Regions from separate parts of the Sus scrofa genome. Here all the other regions are linked to region 3. Evidence: chromatin contacts called from public HiChIP or PLAC-seq data. All regions are on one chromosome and are shown on one strand. The core of a region is the stretch at or near the end of the contact, and the rest is flanking DNA. Distances in the headings are between cores, read along the strand shown. Region 1 overlaps JADE1 (protein Jade-1). Region 2 has its middle 29 kb from the start of JADE1. Region 3 overlaps JADE1 (protein Jade-1).

Region 1 (3,619 bases), core at 1,114-3,613, 310 kb before region 3:
CTGAGAAATCCAGCTACTGCCAACAGCATCTTATAAACTTGTCACTGTTTACTTACTTGGTGACAGTGTTTTTGTTCACTGATTATCCCTGAGATTTCACCCATCAGGGTGTGTCTGTTTCCTTTAAAATGTCCAAATGCCATTTAAACACAATCATTTCCCAAACCACATGAAAATAGTGATGGTCCCTAAATGAGACTCGATGCCGTTGCAGTTCATCCCCATTGCAATACAGTTGGGGTGGAATGTTGTCTTTGCAAAGCGGTAGCTGGATATGCTTGGACTTTATTAAATGGACAGAAACTTCAGAGCTGTGTCAGTACACTACTAGCCAGGATTTCCAGGTGACCAGTTGAATAATGTGCCAGAGGCAGCTTCTACCAGCTTGGGAGAACTGATTGCTAAATTTTGAGGAATTTTGCAAGGTGGTCAATGTTATGTTGGTAGATTGAAATTAGCCATGGTGGGAATGTTTACACCATGATAATTGGCAAACGCTACAAAATCAGACTTTTTCTGCCAGAGAGCTGGTTGCTAAACATTTACCAGCACACTATATACAGTATAACCAAGTTTTTGTGCACTTGGGTCAAACCCAGATGTAACGAGGATGGGAGAAAGGTCATTGCATATCAGAAGTATAAGTGAAACGATGGTGCTGAATTAATGGAGAAAAGGATCTAACTTTTTTTTTTTTTTTGTCTTTTGTTGTTGTTGTTGTTGCTATTTCTTGGGCCGCTCCCACAGCATATGGAGGTTCCCAGGCTAGGGGTGAATCGGAGCTGTAGCCACCGGCCTATGCCAGAGCCACAGCAATGCGGGATCCCAGCCACGTCTGCAACCTACACCACAGCTCACGGCAACGCCGGATCGTTAACCCACTGAGCAAAGGCAGGGACCGAACCCGCAACCTCATGGTTCCTAGTCGGATTCGTTAACCACTGCGCCACGACGGGAAGTCCCGAAAAGGATCTAACTTTCATTGAGATTGTTTTGCATGGCAGGGTTTGCTGTAATCTAGATTGGGATTAATGTGGTGGGTCTACAAAAAAATGTGTTCATATGAAGGCTTGAGAGACTCCCAGAGCCTGACTCAAACCTGGTCATGAGAGATGAGGAACAGTATGAGGTATTGCATTATGTTTTTCCCTCAGATTGTTATCCAGGCCCAGGCTGAGACTGGTGGAGACTGGGTTTGGGAAAGGTATTAAGTAAAACTGAAAAGGGTGCTTCAGCAAGGCAGCATGTTTGGATTCGGCATCTAGGACCTCAGCTGGAACAGTGTGGGGCAGCAAAGATGTAGCTGACCCCATGGAGCTCAGAGAGATGGACTCACTTGTGAGCACATTTTCAAGAGTACTTTGCAGAGGGCCATAGTGCTGTATGAGTAGAGAGGGAGAAGGGCCTGTAGAATTTATTTTTGTCACCCCATATATACCTTAGCTGAAAAGGCAAGGGGGAAACCAGTGGCACATATATTTTCTCAATGTGTTCTCACTACAACCGTATGAGAAAGGCACGATATATACATACATCATAAGTATTTACATCATAAATATACGATATCCATCTTTTTTTTTTTTTTTTTTTTGGCTTTTTGCCTTTTCTAGGGCCACTCCCGTGGCATATGGAGGTTCCCAGGCTAGGGGTCTAATCGGAGCGGTAGCTGCTGGCCTACGCCAGAGCCACAGCCACGCAGGATCTGAGCCACATCTGCAACCTACACCACACCTCACGGCAACGCCAGATCCTCAACCTACTGAGCAAGGCCAGGGATCGAACCCGCAATCTCATGGTTCCTAGTGGATTCGTTAACCATTGAGCCACGATGGGAACTCCATGATATCATCTTATAGATGAAGAAACTAAGAATCAGAAAGCTTCAGCAACTTGCCAGATATTATGCAGAAAGTAAGTGGAAGAGATGAGATTCAAACTTGGTCTTGTCTGATTTCAAACACCCCTGGGGCCTCTGTGACCTCCCTTTACAACCTTTTTCTCTACATATGCTTCAGTCCTTTCTTCTTCATGGTCATGGGAAAGAATTGTCTCTCCTCTCGCTAAGGCCAACCTTTTCACTTGTGTTCACTAAGTCTGTATCTTCCCAATTCCTGCTCCAGAGTCTTTATAAAGCACCCCTCGCTCTGTTGGGCATCTTTGATCTGTTCCTTGCCACAAACTTCTTTCCGTCTCCAGCCTGAAATGAGTGTCTGTGTGGTGCCTTTCTCAGTCTTCTCTTCCTTAGCTTTCAGCCACATTGAACACAGTTCAGATTCTTCTTTATGCTTGAAACTCTCCACTCCCAGCATCCATGACTCGTTTGTTTTTCTCTTCCCTCTCTGGTTATTCCCCTGGCTGCTTCTGGCTCTTCTTCCTTATTCTAATCCTTGAACTGTAGGCATTACTCCAAGAGTCTGGTATTGGTTCCCTTCCTCTTCCGGTCTTTCCCCTTTGAGATTCCCTTTGACCTCAGCTCACTATGCAGACAATCCCAAATCAATAATCCACAGGTCTGATTGGAAAATGAATATGGAAATAACTTAACTGGGCCTCTAGGGTCAAAAGCAGTCTCTGGCATAGAGTAGCACTCAATAAACAACGGATTTCAGTGAAGAGAACGTTGTGGACAGAGCTTGAGCATATGAATATTGATTTATTTGAACTCATCAAAGTCAGGAACTGTGCCTTTCCCCCATTTTTGATTTCCTGATCCAGCATAATACATAATAGCTGTTCAATAAATGTTTGTTAAATGAATGAATGTGTTCAAGCTTGCTGATAACTTTGTGCAGAATTGTGGCAGTCTTTATATAGGAATTTAGACTTTTTGCTATGTGCAGTGGGCTTGGAGCCAAACAAGGTTTTTGTCATTTAAGTAACTCAATTGTAGCTTAGCTCCAGGATGACTCATCTGGCTGCAGTCAGTGTTGAAACCTTGCACCATCTTCCTCCCTTGCCCTTGCTATTCTGTCTCTAATCAGTGGTTCAGTCCTGTTGATTTTACTTCAGATATGGCTATGGTTTGTATCTGTGTTTTTGTTTCTATTCTCATGGCCACCTCCCAAGGTTAGTCCTGATTGCCTCTTGCCTGGACTTCAGTGCTGGTCACTCCCACTCCAATCATTGTTCTGTATGCCACAGGCTTTGGCTGTTCTACTAATGGCTGGCTCTGTGTTTGAAAAAAAGAAAAAAGAACAAAGCTGAATTGGTTCTGGGAAAGCAAGGATAAAGAGAGCTAATACAACTCTCCATTTTCTGCCTGTAACCCTGTAGGCTCTTTAAATCTGCTTGATTTGCCTGAGTGGGTTTATCCCCTAATTACTTCTTATAACAAAGACTAGGATCCCATTCCCACAATAAAGCCAAGTTGTAGGAGCAAGAGAGTGGACCATTGGAAAGTTGTGCTTGACTATGATGTTGAGGAGAACAAAGAAAGCACCTACAATCCAGCTGGGTAGACAAGCCCTAAATACATGCAATGTATTAGGAAGAACAATCCTTTAGGAAAGGGAGAGCAAGGGAAGGGAAAAAGTCAAGGATAGGGAGAAAGTCTTTGAGATAATATTTCTAGATAAAGAGAAGAAAAAAAAAAGAGGTAGAGAAGACAAGAGCTGAGCTT
Region 2 (3,380 bases), core at 494-2,993, 360 kb before region 3:
CACTGAGAACAGTTCTTTGCAGTAGCAAGTGCTTAACAAATGCTAGCTGTTGTTATTAGCTCAAAAGTTCATGAGTTACCTGTAATGAATGAAACTGAATGGTCTAGTAGTCGTCAAATAATTTCACTTTGGTTGGTCTGCATGTCCATGCTTGCTAATGGTATGGTTAGGAGATTTTAAACTCTAGACAACTATACTCAGTTGATGGCTACTTAGAGTTATAATTTCCTAGAGACAGTAGGAGGCAGAGTAGCTTAGAGCATTGGGTTTATTCAATTTGAGCTGTTAAGAGCATTGGGGTTAGAGTCAAACAGCTTAGTCAAATACCAGTTCTATTACCTATGTTGCCTGTTGGTGGTTTCGTTCCCTCATCTATACAATGGAGATAATTTCTCACAAGATCATTGTAAGGACAATGAATGTGAATGTGTGGAACATATACTAAATACAACTGTCGAGCGTGAGGAGAGGAGGGATTGATTGATTGTGGGTCAGACCTATATGTGATCAGTTTCCTAGCAACAAGTGATTGGAGAGGGGGATTTGCTCAGGGTGGCAGGCATCCAACAGCAAAGGGGAATCACTCAGTCCCTTTAAACTTAAAGAATGTTGAGAGAAATTACAAAACTCAGAAGGGCAATTTGTTGCTGTCAGTATTATAAGTGTGAGGGTGGACAGTTTAGTTCAGATGAATCATTATGAATTTGTTCCGTCTCATCCAGAAATTCTGCTTACATAAGATGGGGCAACATTAGCAGAGAAAAGAAGGCAAAGGACCCGGTCTTCTTACTTCTGGAAATAGTGAAGGTGGCTCTGCTATCCCAGGGTTTAGTCATTGTTACAAAATTCTCAAATGGTAGTGGTTATAAATCTCAAATGTGGATTTTGTTAAAAGTATATCTTCCAAAGTCTCATCTGCAGAAATTCAGTAGCTTGTCACTGTAGCTCTGGGAATCTGCTTTTTTTCAGATTTTCTAGATGCTTCTAATGCAGGTGGTTAGAATACACTCAGAAAGATGACTCTAGTGAGACTGGGCAGAGTAAATTCCCCTGCAGAAGGCAGCTGCCCCATTCACTGGCATTTTCCCCAGCATGATGGTCTGCTTCTGGAAAGGCAGAAACAAACAAACAAAAAATCCAGTTTTGCTTTATTTAGAGCCAAAGAACTATTTAATAACCTATGCTCTTTGTTAATTATTTCTCATAACACTGCACAGAAGACAATATTAATTCCATTTGACACAAGAGGAATCAGGGACATGAGAAAGATTTCTTAGGGGTGCAGTGTGGTTTGGTGCAAGCATGAATTATGGGCAAACATTACACAGGTCCTTCAATTTGTCCCTAGCCATCTGGGTATTGCTAAACACATCTGTTCCTTCTCCTGGAGATGATGCTCCAGTGCTGCCACATGATTTAAATTATGTCAAGAGAGGGAGTTCCGTTTGTCCACTTGTCTGGTGCATGGGGATGGCTCTGGGGAGACTTGGTTTGCTGTGTGATTGGCGTTCATTCAGCGTCTGGGTATTTAACTCTGAATTTTGATTTGGGCACTTGCCAGGTATGATATTCTGCCAAGGCCTTTCCAGTCTGTTCTCTGCTGTTTTGCTCCTGAAGATTTACAGCTAATGAAGGGATAAAGAAAGGTCACGGTGAGAGGCGGCAGCATGTGGTAGTGACTCATGGTCTGGCCTGGTGAGGAGCCAGTTTGGGTGGAACGTTCTACGAGCTGCTGCCCTTGTTTGCATGTGGCTCTCTGCCACAGGCCTGCAGGAAGCAGTTTCTCGCCTGTTGCTGGTCAGAGGGAGGGCCAGGTCATTCTCCCCATCCCTGTTGTTATGGACTCAGCTCAGGCCAACGAAGCCTGGTGGCCATTTGACAAAGAAGCCTACAGAGTAGGAGCTCAGGAGCCAGGGGGATGGGCCAGACCTGGGAGATCAGCCACAGACACCAGCTAGGGGCATATTGATAGCAGAGGCTGGGGAAAGTCAGGGGAATGCTGCTACTGGCAAGCAGGGTTTCTCAGCCTTGGCACTATTGTCATTTTGGACCAGATAAGTCTTTGCTGAGGGCAGGAGAACTGTGCTGTGCTTTGAAGGATGGTTAGCAGCACCCTGGCTTCTACCAATCAGATGTCAGTAGCACACCGCTATGCCTCTCCTTTGCCCTCAATTAATGCAATAAGTAAAGTCTCCAGACATTGCCAGATGTCCCCTGGAGGCAAAATAACCCCTGGCTGAGAACCATTATGGTATGGTTGAATCCCAGTCATGTGGCCAGTGTTAAGAAGATCCATCTTTCACCTTGTTTTCTTCATCATCCTTAAAATTTATTGAGCACTTACTATGTGACAGGTACTCTATTTTGCATTTGTTATTTCATTTAATCCACATAACATCCTTGGATGAAGAAAACTGAAGTTTATAAGAGTAACTTGCCCAAGGTCACACAGCTGGTTTTTGGGGCTCAAGCACAGGCATAGATGCCTCTTCCTCACCTTGTTGCCACATGTAATGGAACCATAACATGGGAGTCTTTGAGAAATGGTGGATGCAGGATATAAGCTGGGATGCAGGATATAAGGGGGTCTGAAGCAGGTCCTCTGCTTCAGGTCTGGCATTCAGAGTTATAGCTATAAACTCTGTGGAGATGATTAAGGGCTTAAATAAACTTGAATGCCAGGTAGGTGATTCAGATAGAGATCCAGCTACTGGAAATTAGATGCAGGTTGGGGCTTGACCACAAGTAAACTTCTGCCTGTGCCCAGTTGTTGTCACCTATCTGTTCAGGACACCTGATCCCCAAGATATGATAGCTGATGTGAGCCCAGATATACCTTTTTCATTTCAGATACTGTCCATTGGACTGTGGTCTCCTGCCCCAACCTCCGTGCCTTTCTTAGGGATCAACACTTTGCCAGAATCCCTGCTTCTGCTTACTTCCACCTCCTTGTGCTAGAGGCATGTCTGTTGAAATTACTGGCCAACACGAGGTTGCCTATCATCTATAGCCCACTAAAGATCCTGTGGCATGGCAACTAAAGCTGGTGGTATCTCTGTTTTATGTAAAATACTTATAGTTTGTGGAAACTGATGATTCTGAATCAAATGCCAATAGTCAGAGTCAAACGTGGGAAGGCTTATTGGGCAAAAACTTCATTTCTAAAAGAAAGGGCCATAGCTTCCTTTAAGGTGTTCTCGATTCCTCAGTATCAAAGGCACCAGGTGAGGATGAGGAAGATATTACTTGAAACCCAAATAAGCCTCCCCAGGGGGCCTTTTTTTCCCATTTTTAAAAAGTTTTATTGAAGTATAGTTAATTTACAATGTTAATTTCTGTTGTACCACAAAGTAATTCAGTTATACGTGCAGACATATCCA
Region 3 (3,349 bases), core at 690-3,189:
TGGCCAGGAGATCAGTGTGTTTCATTGCCACACAAGTTAGTTTTAGCCATGAATTTGTGGCTTATTTGCAAAACCCAGTGTAATTCTGGGGGTTTTGTTTAGGGGTTTCTGCTTAAGGCTTTTACTCCTTCTTTTAAAATTTGTTTCTCAGTCTTACATTTCCCTGTTCTCTCACATTTTGTTATTGTCTATCTACCAGTCTGTCTTCTATCTAAAATTGTTTTTTGAGTGAATTTCTTTGTTGGCTTTTGTTGGTTAGGGACTCCTACCAGCCCAGAGACTTGTTGCTCTGAAAACCTTGGGCTGGGCTCTGAGGTTCTAAATAATAACGGAAATGGCATTTTCCTTTTTCATGGTGTTTAGGGGAGCAGGTTATGGGAAAGAGAGTTTTTGGTTCAGCTCCTTGGTTTTGTGCTGCCTTTTCTCGGGGTGACTTGAAAACTAGCCTCATCCTGTAGCAACTGAGCAACTCCTTTTTCTTCAGCATGGGGGAAGCTGGGGGCTCTGTTGAGGAGTATAGGTTTATTTAGCAGTGAATAACTTCCTCCACGAAGTAGTAGTACGTATACTTTAGAATTGTGGAAAACCATCCCAAGGAACACTTCAGCATTAGATCAGATGTTCATGAGACCATAACCTTGATTTTATTTATTTATTTTTTTTTAGGGCTGCACCCGTGGCATATAGAGGTTCCCAGGCTAGGGGTCTAATTGGAGCTATAGCCGCCGGCCTACGGCCTATACCACAGCCACAGCAACACCAGATCCGAGAGCCGTGTCTGTGACCTATACCATGCGACCTATACCACAGCTCATGGCAATGCCAGATCCTTGACCTGCTGAGTGAGGCCAGGCTTCGAACCCGCGCCTCATGGTTCCTAGTTGGATTCGTTTCCATTGCGCCACAATGGGAACTCCAAACATTGGCTTGATTTATTCCAGGCCTTTGTCCTTTCGAACTGCAGTGCTGCCTTCCTTTTCTCTGGTATCCAAGTGCCTCTCCTGCTTTTTTTTTTATTTCTTTAATTCCCTGTGTTCTCTCCACAATCCCCTCAATACCTTTCTCACTTTGCTCCTTTTATTTCAGGGCAGGAACACAGGGAACTCTAATAGGAAGGTGGTACCCTGGTCACAGCTAGAACCCCTTCCACTGGGCAGCGTGGACGGCCTGTGTTTTGTCCCACTGAGTTGAAATTACTCTGTGCTTAAAGTACTCATGTTGAGCTCTGCTGGGGACTGAGCTCACATCCATTTGAGGGCCTTTGTTTCAGTCCCTGACCATCCTTGTCTGAGTCTTTTCAGTGCGGGAGTAGTGAGCTGCCTTTTTTCATCTCATTGCTTCAGTTTGATTTTCCTTTTTCTTTGGCTAAACTCCCTTATTTTTTTACTTATCCAACTTAGTTGGAAGGTGTTTTTAAATGATTTGCATCCTCAGGTTGTAATCCTGTGACTTTGTTGGAAGAGACTTTGTAGGTGGGGAGGGCATGGCTGACAAAGTTAATGCACAACCAGGGCAAGGACACCTGCTTCAGGGCTCAGTGCTCAAAGGGGACCAGATCTTACTTGTGCTTCTGTGGAAGGTACACAGCCAAGTTCTTGCTTGTTATTGGGACTTAAGAAATGAGGAGTGGCATACTGGGGAAAAGCCCAGGTCCAAAATGACAGACTGGAGAAATGACCCTTCTATTCAGACAGTGCCTCAGACTTTATTATGGTGAAGTTTATTAAAGCGATCACCAGCCTGAAAAGCCACCAGGAAAAACAAATACGGACCTGTTAGCCGGCATATAATGTGAACTGTGCTTAGCAGCCCAAGAAAGAACTCCCTGTCCCAAGAAGAGAGAGTTCTGCATTGTGACTTGTGTAAACAGAGAGTGTAGCTTACAGATGCAGGCACATTTCGTGCCAAATACAACTTTGGACCAGCGCTAATGCCAGGGTCAGAGCTTCCTCATGTGGCCCAGAGACAGGAGTGGACAGAGGGCGAGGCCCTGGTGGGCAGGCAGTGCTGTGCTCCTGTACTTCCCAACCCGTCAGGAAGAGCAGGCATGCGGGGCCTCCTCTCTGGTGGTCCCCTCTTGGCCTGTGATGAGGCATTGAGGTGCCCTCTAGGCTGAGGGGTACTTGTGAGTCTTGGGGTTTTTTTTTGTGGCAGAGTGAGGAGAGGGTAGTAGCTTGCTTTCTTTTTCTCGCCCACTCCTTCCTCCTTCCCTCCTATCCTTCCCCCACAAATGCCACTTCCTTGCAGAAGTTATGTCAGGTGAAGGTGTGCAAACAAACATTCTTTATAAGCTCATTTTTTGCTTGGACTCCATCGGTCTGTCATTGCTTCTATCCCAGATTTTTCCAGCCTGTACCTCTGCCTGGCAGTAGCTGACCAGGCCCTACCCTCCCCAAACACCTTGTGGTAAGCCGTGTGCCCAGGCAGGCAGGGGCTGGGTGGAGGCAGTCTGAGTATAGAAGAGGAAGCCCTGGTGGCTCTGGGTTTTGGCTTGGAGTTGTTACATGGTTAGTGGAGTTTTATTCTTAAACATTTACCAAAAGGGCACCCTCGAGTGAAATATGTTACTCCAGAGATTTTTAGGCACATGTTTTTAGTAGCCTGCTTAGTGAATTGGGAGTCGTTGTAAGTTTTTCCAGGGAGGACAGCAAGGTTCCTTTGTTGCTATAGCTGGTGCAGACACTGTCATCTCTCAGGGTTGGTGAGGGAGCAAGGACAGTGTGAGCTGCTGTCACCCCCAAGCCTGAGCGAAGCCAGGGCGTGGCAGGTTGAGAGGGGTTTCCTGTAATAGGTCAGACTGGTTCTCTGTTGAAACAGTGACCTTGTTATATGGGCAGCTCCATGGTTACCCTGCAGCTGCCAGTGCTCTGAATAAGAATGCAAATATCAAATGTCAGTGACCCTCTCTCTCCCTTTCCAGGTGTTTAGGACAGACCTGATCACAGCCATGAAGTTGCATGACTCCTACCAGCTGAACCCGGATGAGTACTATGTGCTGGCAGATCCCTGGAGACAGGAGTGGGAGAAGGGGGTCCAGGTGCCGGTGAGCCCTGGGACCATCCCTCAGCCCGTGGCCAGGTAGACACACCCCAGGAAAGGCCTGCTGCCTTTCCCCCAACAGTTGCCTTTCTGCCCTGATGGCCAGGTGCCTGAGAGGAGCAAGGTTTGGTTAGCAGTGAGGCATCTGGGAGAAAGAGGTGCAGTAAGTAGAAATACACCTCAGGTCCACAGGTAGTGATTTTGAGGGCCATGGACCTCCAGACTTATTGCAGCCATCTTGGGCTGCTCTCTTAAGAGAGGAAGGTAAAATTCTAGGACTTCTGGGAAGTGATTGGCTGGGGAGGAGCAC

The links. HiChIP or PLAC-seq counts read pairs in DNA pulled down with a chosen protein or histone mark.
Region 1: an H3K27ac HiChIP or PLAC-seq map of alveolar macrophages shows a contact between it and region 3. The contact joins two enhancer-like sites. A contact is called at or near these places in 5 of 47 Hi-C or Micro-C datasets (alveolar macrophages, embryonic fibroblasts, psoas muscle and 1 more) and 2 of 2 datasets of contacts at active chromatin or transcription factors (alveolar macrophages and skeletal muscle).
Region 2: an H3K27ac HiChIP or PLAC-seq map of alveolar macrophages shows a contact between it and region 3. The contact joins two enhancer-like sites. A contact is called at or near these places in 2 of 47 Hi-C or Micro-C datasets (embryonic fibroblasts and fibroblasts) and 2 of 2 datasets of contacts at active chromatin or transcription factors (alveolar macrophages and skeletal muscle).

Annotation. Positions count from the first base shown.
Region 1 is chr8:96,543,620-96,547,238 of Sscrofa11.1, reverse strand. The region is part of intron 1 of JADE1 (protein Jade-1); the gene reads left to right. Among named protein-coding and RNA genes, the nearest start is that of JADE1, 19 kb to the left of the region's middle. Within about 2 kb of position 2,363, at least 7 of the 83 cell types and tissues checked have an H3K27ac peak or open chromatin away from gene starts, as enhancers often do. A contact at or near this core is called in alveolar macrophages, where this site is marked.
Region 2 is chr8:96,591,009-96,594,388 of Sscrofa11.1, reverse strand. No RefSeq gene overlaps it. Among named protein-coding and RNA genes, the nearest start is that of JADE1, 29 kb to the right of the region's middle. Within about 2 kb of position 1,743, at least 35 of the 83 cell types and tissues checked have an H3K27ac peak or open chromatin away from gene starts, as enhancers often do. A contact at or near this core is called in alveolar macrophages, where this site is marked.
Region 3 is chr8:96,234,016-96,237,364 of Sscrofa11.1, reverse strand. JADE1 (protein Jade-1) reads left to right here. Exons shown (of 15, transcript XM_021100682.1): 8 at 2,921-3,078. Among named protein-coding and RNA genes, the nearest start is that of SCLT1, 290 kb to the right of the region's middle. Within about 2 kb of position 1,939, at least 23 of the 83 cell types and tissues checked have an H3K27ac peak or open chromatin away from gene starts, as enhancers often do. A contact at or near this core is called in alveolar macrophages, where this site is marked.